Regions from separate parts of the Mus musculus genome. Here regions 2 and 3 are each linked to region 1. Evidence: chromatin contacts called from public promoter capture Hi-C data. All regions are on one chromosome and are shown on one strand. The core of a region is the stretch at or near the end of the contact, and the rest is flanking DNA. Distances in the headings are between cores, read along the strand shown.

What was found. Promoter capture Hi-C pulls out the DNA fragments that hold promoters and counts their contacts. Capture Hi-C pulls out chosen DNA fragments and counts their contacts.
Region 2: a contact with region 1 is called in a promoter capture Hi-C map of liver, with 2.5 times the contacts expected there. The contact joins the promoter of Cetn4 here to the promoter of Mccc1 in region 1. A contact is called at or near these places in 1 of 39 promoter capture datasets (liver), 1 of 484 Hi-C or Micro-C datasets (B cells) and 2 of 9 other capture datasets (adipose tissue and liver).
Region 3: a promoter capture Hi-C map of hippocampal neurons shows a contact between it and region 1, with 3 times the contacts expected there. The contact joins the promoter of Sox2 here to the promoter of Mccc1 in region 1. A contact is called at or near these places in 1 of 39 promoter capture datasets (hippocampal neurons) and 1 of 9 other capture datasets (adipose tissue).

The regions. Positions count from the first base shown.
Region 1 is chr3:35,998,446-36,002,071 of GRCm38.p6, forward strand. It overlaps Mccc1 (methylcrotonoyl-Coenzyme A carboxylase 1 (alpha)), which reads right to left and starts at 2,233. Exons shown (of 19, transcript NM_023644.4): 1 at 2,036-2,233. The coding sequence starts at 2,112. It overlaps Mccc1os (methylcrotonoyl-Coenzyme A carboxylase 1 (alpha), opposite strand), which reads left to right and starts at 1,468. Exons shown (of 3, transcript NR_029456.1): 1 at 1,468-2,266.
Region 2 is chr3:37,310,769-37,314,795 of GRCm38.p6, forward strand. It overlaps Cetn4 (centrin 4), which reads right to left and starts at 1,678. Exons shown (of 5, transcript NM_145825.2): 1 at 1,589-1,678. The coding sequence starts at 1,591. It overlaps Bbs12 (Bardet-Biedl syndrome 12 (human)), which reads left to right and starts at 1,786. Exons shown (of 2, transcript NM_001008502.2): 1 at 1,786-1,817.
Region 3 is chr3:34,647,603-34,651,437 of GRCm38.p6, forward strand. It overlaps Sox2 (SRY (sex determining region Y)-box 2), which reads left to right and starts at 2,393. Exons shown (of 1, transcript NM_011443.4): 1 at 2,393-3,835. The coding sequence starts at 2,814. The coding sequence ends at 3,773. All of the region lies in intron 3 of Sox2ot (SOX2 overlapping transcript (non-protein coding)), which reads left to right. RefSeq lists a promoter at 1,880-2,630.

The sequences.
Region 1 (3,626 bases), core at 983-3,482:
AAAAAAAAAAAAAGAAAAAGAAAAAGAAAAAAAAAAGTAGGCTATGGCTAGTTATTCTGGTTACTCTTCAACATACACTTACCCATTGTCAGGTCGCTTGACATTGGGGTTACTCGATCTCTTTTTCATTAATACCCTCCCAATGAGAAAACTTATACAGCAAGGAATAAGCTTTACAAATAGATGAATTTGAGTTTTAGAGGACCACAAACATGCTAGCCAAGTGCTTAACCTACAGCTCCCATTCCATACGAGGCAATCTTGAAGATACTGCCCGGTTTTAAAGTATACAATTTTCCCAAACAAGACCACGGTTATATAGAGACTTATGAGCTTAGTTCCTTCATGAAGCATAAAGATCACAGGCTACATTAGATATTATATGACTGCAACAATATGCATATACCCTTTACATGCAACTATGCAACCAGCAGGACTAGTATCTCCCAAGGGTCATGTGAGGAACACCGGAGGCTTAGCATCCTGGGAGGCACACTTTCTCAGATGCTGTCACTCTGGAGCCAACTGGGAAAACATCCATCTTTGGCGGGAGAGCTCTGCTTGATGGCTTCTTCAGAGACTGGTGCTCTTACAAATCTTTCCAATTCAGCCCACCCCACATTCTTGCTCTTCAAGGAGGAAAACTTAACTTTCCTGGTCTTTTAAAGGAATTTTTCAGCTTGGAGCATTGTTTTCCCCTCTGACCTCTCCAGGTAAGTTAGGGTTTAAGGCTTTTCCAGTCCTGCCTAAGAAATCACAGCTTTGTCATGTATCCAACCTGGGACCACTGATAGCCTAAAATGTTTTTTTTTTTTTTTTTCCTCTCAGCTAGTGAAGACTGAGTCAGGCAGTCAGACACACTCCTTAAGTGCAATCCTTTATCTTGACAATGTTCTGATTTCTCTATCCCATTTTTCAAAGCTCTTTTTGCTACATCTCAAAACATTTAAACATGACGAGTAAATTGCCTGCCAGGAGATAATTCACCAATTAAGACAGCCGCTATTCTCATGGGTAGAGTCTGACTAATCAAATTCTTTTCTCTGAGGTATTAGAGGAATCATGGCTGGTAAAAAGAAAGAAAAAAGAAAAGGTAAAATTCTCATGCTGGTAAGAGTTTTAATTTTAAAAACTATTAGCAGGATGACAGCTATAACTAAGCCTTGAGAGGAGAATGACTCTGTGGTATTCTTGGGAACCTAAGGAAATTCACAGGAAGAAAAACAGCACTAATACAACTTTCACCATCTTTCTTATTTAAAATATAGGGTGAAGACCTACATTTTAGTATTCACCGAAAATCCAGGGCATCGACCACTGTTTGTTGAATGGACCATGATGTGTTTAAATTTTTATCCACGTGTTGATTTGGACATACGAGGGGGTTAGTATCGTCTTTATATTACCTCTGCTAGATACAAGTATCATCACCTCCAAGCAGAAGAAACTGAAGCACGGATATTAGGTAACTCGACCAAGGTCACAGGTAAGCTGGGAACCCAACCTTCTGCAGGCAGTTCTTGCCCTTGGGCCAGTACGTTTTTCAGAATGCGAGGAGGTGATGATTATGGTGAAGTAATCTATCTACATGACTTGGGGTTTTCACTGTTGTCAAAGCGTGGAGCTTCGTTTCCAAAAGGATCCGGGGTAGTCATCTGCCAGCTTTGTTCAAACTTGTGAACAAGAGCGTTCGACAAAACTCACCCCTCATTAATTTGACTCTTCCCAGCAATGGGAAAGGTCTCTAGAAATCCTTCTCTGAACTGCACTCAAAATGAGGGAGCTAAGCTGAAAGCGACTTTGGGAAAGGGGTCCTGGTGCAAGCCTCTAGCTACGTATGCCATCTTCGGTTGCAGCACCGTGCGGGGTGCCCAGATCAGAAACCAGCCAAGGTGGCAGAGTCTGTAGGAAGAGCCAAAGACTGAAGTGGGACAGCGCCTACCAAAACTACACACAGGCACTTAAAGGGCTGCTCTCACGTGACCCAGCGCCTCGCATCCGGGCCGCGCACGGACCGGCAGTACCCCTGAGTCACCTCGGCTGCAGCAGCAGGATCGGGACCCGTCGCAACTGGTTCCTGTCCACCGCAGCCAACAACGCCGCCGCCGCCATCTCCGCGCTGTTCTGCTGGATTCCAAAAGCTGCTTGGCTTATTCTTGAAAGCGTCCCTCCCTGCGCAAGCTTCTTGTCCCCGATCCGCCACCGTAGCTCCGAAGAGCAAGTAGGCGTCTCCGCAAGAGCCAATCACAAAACTGGGTGTTTCAAGGTACCGATTGGCTGATTGGACCATGTGCCTGGGGGGTGGGGAGTGAACTGTGAGGGGCTGGGCTCCATCTGGAGGGGCGGGGCCAGGTTTTTTTTTTTTTCTTTTTTTTTTTTTTTAGCACAGAGCATGAGAGGAAAATGCACAGCCCCTCAAACCACCACTCAAGCAAAATGCAAGCTTTCTCACTAAACATCAGGAAAAAGGGGCAGTGGAAACTGCGTGGCAGGAAACAAAGACACAGTAAAAGCTATGTGTAGGTATTTGATACAGCTGAGGCAGAGCTCATATGGGGGAGAAAAACACAGTAAGTGAAACAGCCAATCGAAGGGTTATAAGTGCAAAAACTAAATGGGACGTAGTGGCGCATATTTGCAATCCCAGAAGCTGAAGCAGAAGGATTGTAGTAAGTGACAGGATTGACTAGACAGTGAGTCCCAGGCCAGCCTGAGCAATACGTTGAGGCTGTCCCTCAAAAACCAAAATAAATAAGATATGAAAAACAAACATAAATGCAGAAGGAAAACAAATGTAAAGAGGAATAAATTAGTGAAATCAGAAAACTAACACCAAAGGACAAATAAATCCAGGAACTAAGAAAATAATTAGAAATAAGGGGACACAAGTGGAAGCAGGAACATCAGGAGTTCAAGCCCATCCTAACCTGCAGACCAAGTTCGAGACCAGTCTGGGCTAGTAGTCCTGCACCTGTCTTTAAAATCTAAGATGTTTTCTTGAAAGATTCGAACTTTTAGAAAGTCTGGATACAAATTGGCTTGCTTGTGTATTTTCGAGAAGGTTCCTACTTATCTGGCCCATTGGCCAGCAAAAGAGAACCCATCCCTCTGGAGTTCACCAGAAATGAATTCCTTCCTTCAGGAAGGATATCTTATATTGAGTAAGTTTAGACTTTTATCGGTAGAGTCATCACATAGTTTCAAAACGTCCCTGGGAGTACTTGCCACTGGCTTTGTTTGTGTGGCTGGATATCTTTTTTTCCTACAGAGTTATAAGAACTCTAGTTATAGAGGTTAATATTTCCTCAGGTTTTCATTTAGTTGTTTACTTTTACGCTGTTTCAGGTGTGAAGAGTTCCATATTAAAAAAAAAAAAAAAAAAAAAAAACCACACACTGTTTTCTGGGCGTGGGGAGAAATTGTTTTCATCTTGTACTTAAAATGAATGTAAGATATATATTTAAAACAGCAAAAAAGTGAACATGGCCTCCAAATAAGCAAGAAATAAAGAGGAAAAAAATCTCACATGACTTTTTTTTTTTTTCTTTTTGAGACACGGTCTCTCTATGTAGCCCTGACTGTCCTGGAACTCACTATGTAGACCAGGCTGACTTCTAACTCACAGA
Region 2 (4,027 bases), core at 428-2,927, 1.3 Mb after region 1:
GTGCAGTTAGCTTATGAGAACAGTATTATTTTAAGAAATGTGCACTTCTCATACATGTATCACAGTACTTGCTTGATGTAGTGAGAATTTTATTTTCTTTGAAAAACACAGAAATGTTGTGGGAATACGTTTTCATTCTAATCCCAGGTGTGGGATATGGGGCTGCTTCAGACTGTCCACAGCAGCTGACTATGATTTGCCTCGTGCTCTAGCAGGGGTGTGATTTTGTCAGCTGCAGATAGTTTCTTCGAATGTGTGACTTTTGGAATTCTGGCAACTTTTCAGAAGGTATACACATGCTGAGGCCTCAAGAGGTGGGGTTGTTGTTGGTGGTGGTTGGTTGGTTGGGTTTGTTAAGTAGTCCTGTGCAAAGAAGTTAGATATCCTGGCAGCAAAGATCAAACTTGTCCCAAAGAACTCTACACCCCTAATCAGTAGGAAGTAGTTTAATGATAACGCCATTCCTTTCCCCTCTACTCTTTTTCTCTCTCTCCTATCTAGCATTAGAGGGTTTAAAGAGTAGGAAAGAGTGGAAGAGAAAAGAACCCACAAAGCAGCAAACAGCACAGGGGCATGCATACTAGAACACAATCATCCTGCACCACAAAAACACAAAAGTAAAAAACCCTGGTTATGGTGAACGTCTGCTCCACAGATACGCATGAGAATGTTTGACCAATTATGCGGATACACCCAACATGTGGAAGATGAAGGATCTGTCTGCTGTTTGCTTCTTTATGTCACCAAAGTAGGTCACAGAATCACTGTAGATTCTCCTCTCTGCAAGTGGAGTGGGGAAGCCCTGGAGGTGGCTGAGGATCTAAGTGGCCTATTGGCTGTGGTCACTTCGGATTCTTGGTTCTAGAGCTGCAGATTCTGATGAGTGGTCTTCTAGAGCCTAGGGCAGCCACCTGAGTCACCATTTTTTTTTTCAGCAAGAAGTCAGTGACCCTTTAAGTGGCCTGAGTTGATGAGCCTGAGTGGTCTTCTAGAGCCTAGGGCAGTCACCCGAGTCACCATTTTTTTCAGCAATAAGTCAGTGACCCTTTAGCTTTGAGTGGCCTGAGTGGTCTTCTAGAGCCTAGGGAAGTCACCTGAGTCATCATTTTTTTTTTTTTTTTTCAGCAAGAAGTCAGTGACCCTTTAGCTTTGAGTGGCCTGAGTTGATGAGCCCCTGGCCATCAGGATTGAGTCAGTGGGCCCCTTCCTCTCCGTGAAAGAATTGCTGGTCCCCTGATCATCAGTGGTTAGCTAGGTACCCCACTTCCAGTCAGCAGATGAGTTGGTGGCTCCCTGACCCTCAGTGGTTCCTGTTCCTTCAGCGGCTGAGTTGATGGCCCGCAGGATGTTGGTGGCCCGAGGTTGATGGCCTCTGCTATGCTCGCTTCCCTGTCTTGAAGTCTGTCTGCAGTGGTCTCCGTGCCCCAGGGTCGTATCTCTTTATCGCTGGGCCAACCCTCATAGACTGCAGGCGTTGGTGGATAAATGGAAAGGGAGACCCATCTCTGTTCTCCCTGGCTTAGCTACTAAAGATCCTGACACGGAAGGCAGTAAGCTGGGAAGAACACCAGGGTCCCACAGCACTCACCATATCCCCTCCCTGCGCCCCTGCCCGCGCCCGCGCAACAGCCGCTCTCCCCTCCGCGGCCCGCGTTTGCTCCCGACAGGCGGTTGCTATAGCAGCGCTCAGCGCGCAAGCCCGCCCACCAGCTTCCGTGATTGACGACCATTGCGCCCAATGGAAAGACAAGAGAGCTCTGACCGCGCTCAAGCAGGCGGGACTGGCTGGGTTCCGGCGCTGTGCAGATCCGCGCGTGGTGAGGAGGGTCGTGGACCCTAGGGGCAGGAAGCCAGGGAGGGTGGGGGCGAGTGCTCCGTCACGCGTGTCCCCAGACTCTTTACACACCGGGCCAACAGCCCTGCGGCCTTCCGGCCCAGAGCCGCCCGAGGGCGCGCGGCGGCATGGAGCCCGAGAGGTGGGTGGGTGGGGGCGTCCTTGCGGGGCGGGACGCCAGCCTGGGACCGAGGACGGCGTGGGCCTTCTCCTGGGCTGAAAACAGTGCAAAGCAATCTTTTCCTAGTGTGCTGAGTAAAACGTGGCGCATTCCCAAAGCCGCTGCCTCACGTCGCAGACACTCAGGTTGTAATCCTTAAATCTCCTTAGGTTCCTGGGGTAAGTTTGTCCTTATGGTAGAAGCCAGTTTTCCTGCCTTAAGTTTTCCCAATGGGAACTCAAAGGATGTAAAGTCATAATATTTTGTGAGTGAAGTAAAGTATTAAATCATTTACCTATAATCTATTGGTTTTTTTTCAAGGCACGTATCGCATCCGAAAAGTTACACTTGGACAGTTTTCAGAGTCATAATTAATACTAATTTTAAATAGATTTCTGAAACCCAGAAACGAATATTAGTCAGACAGATAGGCAGGCATTCCCGCGCTCATACACACAAACACACACACCGGGGTGGGGGGGGGGAGGAGAGGGGGGTGGAAGCTGCCTTTTAGACATTCCTGAATATCATTTGATCTGATGACTATCAAAAGGCTGCTAAACCTAAATAAATCTTACATCACCATGATTTAGGAATTTGGATGTTCTAGTGTTAGAGGTTATGGTTTATGATAGGTTAAAGATAGCTTAGGCAGTAGGTTCCTTGAAGAAGAACATTCCAGAAAGAGGGACACTTAGAAATACTGAGACAGGGAGCATGCTTTGCATAGTCTAAAAGCACAGAGAAGGCCTGAGCACAGCAGATGAGTCAGAAAGGAAGAAGTGTGGGTTTTCGTGCTGTGTGGGGACAAGGCCTTTATGTGAGTGAGTTAGGGAGACTTTGTAAGATTCTCAGTACAGAAGTGAAAGGATGTGACTCACTTTTATAGGAACTCCCTGTGCTAAACAGGAGTAAAGACTATTTTCTGAGAGGCTGCTAAGCAGTGGAGTGTTGTGGTTAGATTATAGTGTTAGGAGTAGACTGGAGAGGACACCAGACTTAGTTCTGAGGAGATGAAAATCCTAGTTATACCTATCAAAAAAACGCAGAGCTTTTAAACGTAACCCCTGAAAAGCAAATGAGATGTGATCTTATGAAAAGACAATTTCTGAAGTCAGTATGCCATTTACATAATCTGACTTTGCTCTCCCGTGGCAGATAGAAAGCTAAGGAAACAGTCTGACGAGCAACAGAACTGACCTGTTTGTGGAAGGCATTAGTGCCAGTCACAGCAGAACAAAAATCAGGTTGTGTTAGTGCCGTGCCAAGAACAGTTACCAGAGGTGCCTGGTCACTTTGGAAATTGCCCATCTTCCCATCCCTGTTACTGCCATTGCTGTTTCACATCCAACCTCTTAGAAAATAAGACATTTTGAGTTGTATTACTAATAGCCTATTGGAGTCTCTTCAGAATCATTTAGAAATCTTCCCAAGTTAGGGATGCTAAGATACTTCTTCAGTTTCTAGTCAAAATTGAAATAGAGTCTTCAAATGTTAAAAGATCTCTTGTGAGTATTAATTTTGATATCTGTTGTATAAGACTTTTCTTGCAGATTGTTGAAATCCATCCTTTTATCTGGGAAAACCTTTTTTAACATAATTCAATACAGACTGAGTTTGAAATACCTATGGGTTTTTCCAGTTGTTTTGGATTATTTCTCACTCACAGACTTGATTCTTACCATTTAAACATACTCTAGAAAGGAGACCAGAACTCTTAATGCCACCCCCCTACCCACCCACAACAAATGATAAACATCTTTAAGGACTTAGGAGGCAAAGGGTTTGAAAGAGTAAAATGAAGATTTCTAAGGAAGAGATGATAAGTTACTGTCACACTGAAAGTGAAACAAAACATAGTTGATACAGTAGATAGCATAAACTTGGCAGTAGTTATATGGAGTTTTACCCTTTTATTTAATAGGAGATTTTGTGTCTGTTATTCAGTAATCATGCTTTAGTTTCCACAAATAGGTTAATTATTTTAATGCCAACCTTACATTTTTATTGTGATTTCATTTGTAATATGTGTC
Region 3 (3,835 bases), core at 1,143-3,642, 1.4 Mb before region 1:
GGACAATCATAATTCATTCATACTTTGAATCTCATAATTTATACCTATTTTCCCCTCGCTTAACCTCCCACTTATCTGGCGGTTCTATGTACATTTCTAAGTTAAGCAAATTAAATTTGATTCTTATGATTTCGTCCCACGGCTTATATGATATGTTAACTTTTCTTTTGTTTAGATTATGTGTAATTAGTTTGATCTTCCATCCTCCTCGGTTTTTTTTTTTTTAACTTTATTTTTACACACCTTCTTTTAAAGGTAAAAGCACTCTAGTAAAAGCAAGTCCACCAGCAGGGGGCGCAGCAGCCACATCTCAGAAACTAGGCGCGCTGAAAAGTCGGTGGCCGCCTTCCCTGGCTCAACCTTTGCTCTGGTCTCCAGAGATTCGTGTTGAGCGTAATAGTACACCCCGATTAAGGAGAAAACAATGCTTTAATTTGAAGAGTCCCAAATATTTACGCGTTTCTATAAGTCCTTTCCGGGTTCCCAAGAACTAAAGCAACCAAAACTTAAGGAGAACCTGGGGCAGTGAGAGGGGTGGACTAGAGAAGAAATTATTTATTTCAAGTTTACAGAATTTCTTTACCACAATTTTTCTGGGTCTAAAGTGGGCATAGTTAGCTGAGTGTGACAATAACAGCCAAGCCTGGGAGAATGGGGATTGGAGATGTGGGGGTGGGGAAGAGGCGTTGGTGGGCAGAGAGGGAAGGATAAACAGGGCAGTTTGTAAGGACAATGAGCGGAGCGTGGCCGGCAGATACCCTTGTGAACGTTTTCTTTAGGCAGAGTTGGGGTAGATGAGGGGAGGAGGGGCCGCGAGAGTATTGCAGGGAAAAAAAAGAAAGAAAGAAAGAAAATAAGTAACCCTGATGGTTTAAGCTCTTTATTTAAAAAAAAAAAAAAAATGGCATCAGGACTTTCTTCCTTCTCTCCCCTCTTTTGTACCCAAGTGCATTTTAGCCACAAAGGTTCCAACAAGAGAGTGGAAGGAAACTTAGACGGGGCTTTGTTTGACTCCGTGTAGCGACAACAAGAGAAACAAAACTACCTATTTGTAACGGACGTGGGGCTGTGGCTCTGGGCTTTTTGAGCGCCTGCCGATTGAAATCTTTACGTCTGGACAATGGGAGATCGGCTAAAATTACCCTCTCGGGTCCTGGGCAGGCAAGATTCTTGAACCCCTACCCCCGCCCCCAGCCCATTCTCCCACAGCCTGGGCTTGCTTGGTGCCGGCTCCTCGGGTTCGGCGGGCCTTCTCTCCGCCTGCACCTGCACCTCTGGACCCCGCGCGCTTCCCAGGCCCCGGCGCCTCTCGGCCGGGCCTTCGTGACTACCACCGTGCCTGTCAGCAGGGGCAATGCCGGCTGCGCTGCCCCATCCTGAGAACGCTGCGTGGGAGGGAGTTTGTGAGCGCAGCCCAAATGCCACCTCCGCGCCTCGCGGTGGGATGCCAGGAAGTTGCGTGACCCTCCCCCCATCCCCTGCACTCGGGAGCTTCTTTCCGTTGATGCTTTCGTCCCCAAGGTTTCCTCTGAAACTGCCACCACTAAAAATCCTCTTGTGTCAGGGTTGGGAGTTAGAAAGAGCGGGAGCAGAGTTCCAGCTTTGCCTTTGCACCCTTTGGATGGGGCAGGTTGGTGGAGTAGGGAATTAGGGGTTGAGGACACGTGCTGCGGTTCCTTGAGCCACACCTGAGTCGGCCTAGGAAAAGGCTGGGAACAAGGCCTGGTCCTAGCTCTGCTCTACAGTCAGCTACATGGGCAGAGGACTCGTGTTTGGGAACCGAGCCGATGACACGGAAGCCAGGAGGGCGCTGAGGCCCGAGGCTTGGGTCTAACTTCTCGTCTGTACGGTGAGAAGAGGGGGTGAGTGGGTGCTGGCGACAAGGTTGGAAGAGGGGCTGCGACAGAGCGCAGTGCCGCGGATGAGCGCAGAAACAATGGCACACCACCTCCGGCTCTGCCAGCTTCCTGAAATACTAGTTGGACAGTCGCCCTGAACCACCCATGGGCCTTGCCCCACCCTGGCCCCAGCTTCCCGCGCCCCATCCACCCTTATGTATCCAAGAGAGAGCCAATATTCCGTAGCATGGGGGAAAGGAGCTGTCGTCTTGGTGCTGTTTACCCACTTCCTTCGAACAGGCGTGCGCCGTGACCTGTTGCTGAAAACGGGGGGCGGGGGGGGGGGATACAAAGGTTCCCCAGCGGCCGGCTGCGGGCCCGCCTCCCCCGCGCGGTTCGGGGCACAGCGCTCTGCTGGGCTCGGCTCGGCGGCGCGGCAGGCCCCGCCCCCTTTCATGCAAAACCCTCTGGCGAGGCTGGGCTCGGGCGCAGGAGCCGGCGCTCGCTGATTGGCCGCCGGAAACCCATTTATTCCCTGACAGCCCCCATCACATGGATGGTTGTCTATTAACTTGTTCAAAAAAGTATCAGGAGTTGTCAAGGCAGAGAAGAGAGTGTTTGCAAAAAGGGAAAAGTACTTTGCTGCCTCTTTAAGACTAGGGCTGGGAGAAAGAAGAGGAGAGAGAAAGAAAGGAGAGAAGTTTGGAGCCCGAGGCTTAAGCCTTTCCAAAAACTAATCACAACAATCGCGGCGGCCCGAGGAGGAGAGCGCCTGTTTTTTCATCCCAATTGCACTTCGCCCGTCTCGAGCTCCGCTTCCCCCCAACTATTCTCCGCCAGATCTCCGCGCAGGGCCGTGCACGCCGAGGCCCCCGCCCGCGGCCCCTGCATCCCGGCCCCCGAGCGCGGCCCCCACAGTCCCGGCCGGGCCGAGGGTTGGCGGCCGCCGGCGGGCCGCGCCCGCCCAGCGCCCGCATGTATAACATGATGGAGACGGAGCTGAAGCCGCCGGGCCCGCAGCAAGCTTCGGGGGGCGGCGGCGGAGGAGGCAACGCCACGGCGGCGGCGACCGGCGGCAACCAGAAGAACAGCCCGGACCGCGTCAAGAGGCCCATGAACGCCTTCATGGTATGGTCCCGGGGGCAGCGGCGTAAGATGGCCCAGGAGAACCCCAAGATGCACAACTCGGAGATCAGCAAGCGCCTGGGCGCGGAGTGGAAACTTTTGTCCGAGACCGAGAAGCGGCCGTTCATCGACGAGGCCAAGCGGCTGCGCGCTCTGCACATGAAGGAGCACCCGGATTATAAATACCGGCCGCGGCGGAAAACCAAGACGCTCATGAAGAAGGATAAGTACACGCTTCCCGGAGGCTTGCTGGCCCCCGGCGGGAACAGCATGGCGAGCGGGGTTGGGGTGGGCGCCGGCCTGGGTGCGGGCGTGAACCAGCGCATGGACAGCTACGCGCACATGAACGGCTGGAGCAACGGCAGCTACAGCATGATGCAGGAGCAGCTGGGCTACCCGCAGCACCCGGGCCTCAACGCTCACGGCGCGGCACAGATGCAACCGATGCACCGCTACGACGTCAGCGCCCTGCAGTACAACTCCATGACCAGCTCGCAGACCTACATGAACGGCTCGCCCACCTACAGCATGTCCTACTCGCAGCAGGGCACCCCCGGTATGGCGCTGGGCTCCATGGGCTCTGTGGTCAAGTCCGAGGCCAGCTCCAGCCCCCCCGTGGTTACCTCTTCCTCCCACTCCAGGGCGCCCTGCCAGGCCGGGGACCTCCGGGACATGATCAGCATGTACCTCCCCGGCGCCGAGGTGCCGGAGCCCGCTGCGCCCAGTAGACTGCACATGGCCCAGCACTACCAGAGCGGCCCGGTGCCCGGCACGGCCATTAACGGCACACTGCCCCTGTCGCACATGTGAGGGCTGGACTGCGAACTGGAGAAGGGGAGAGATTTTCAAAGAGATACAAGGGAATTGGGAGG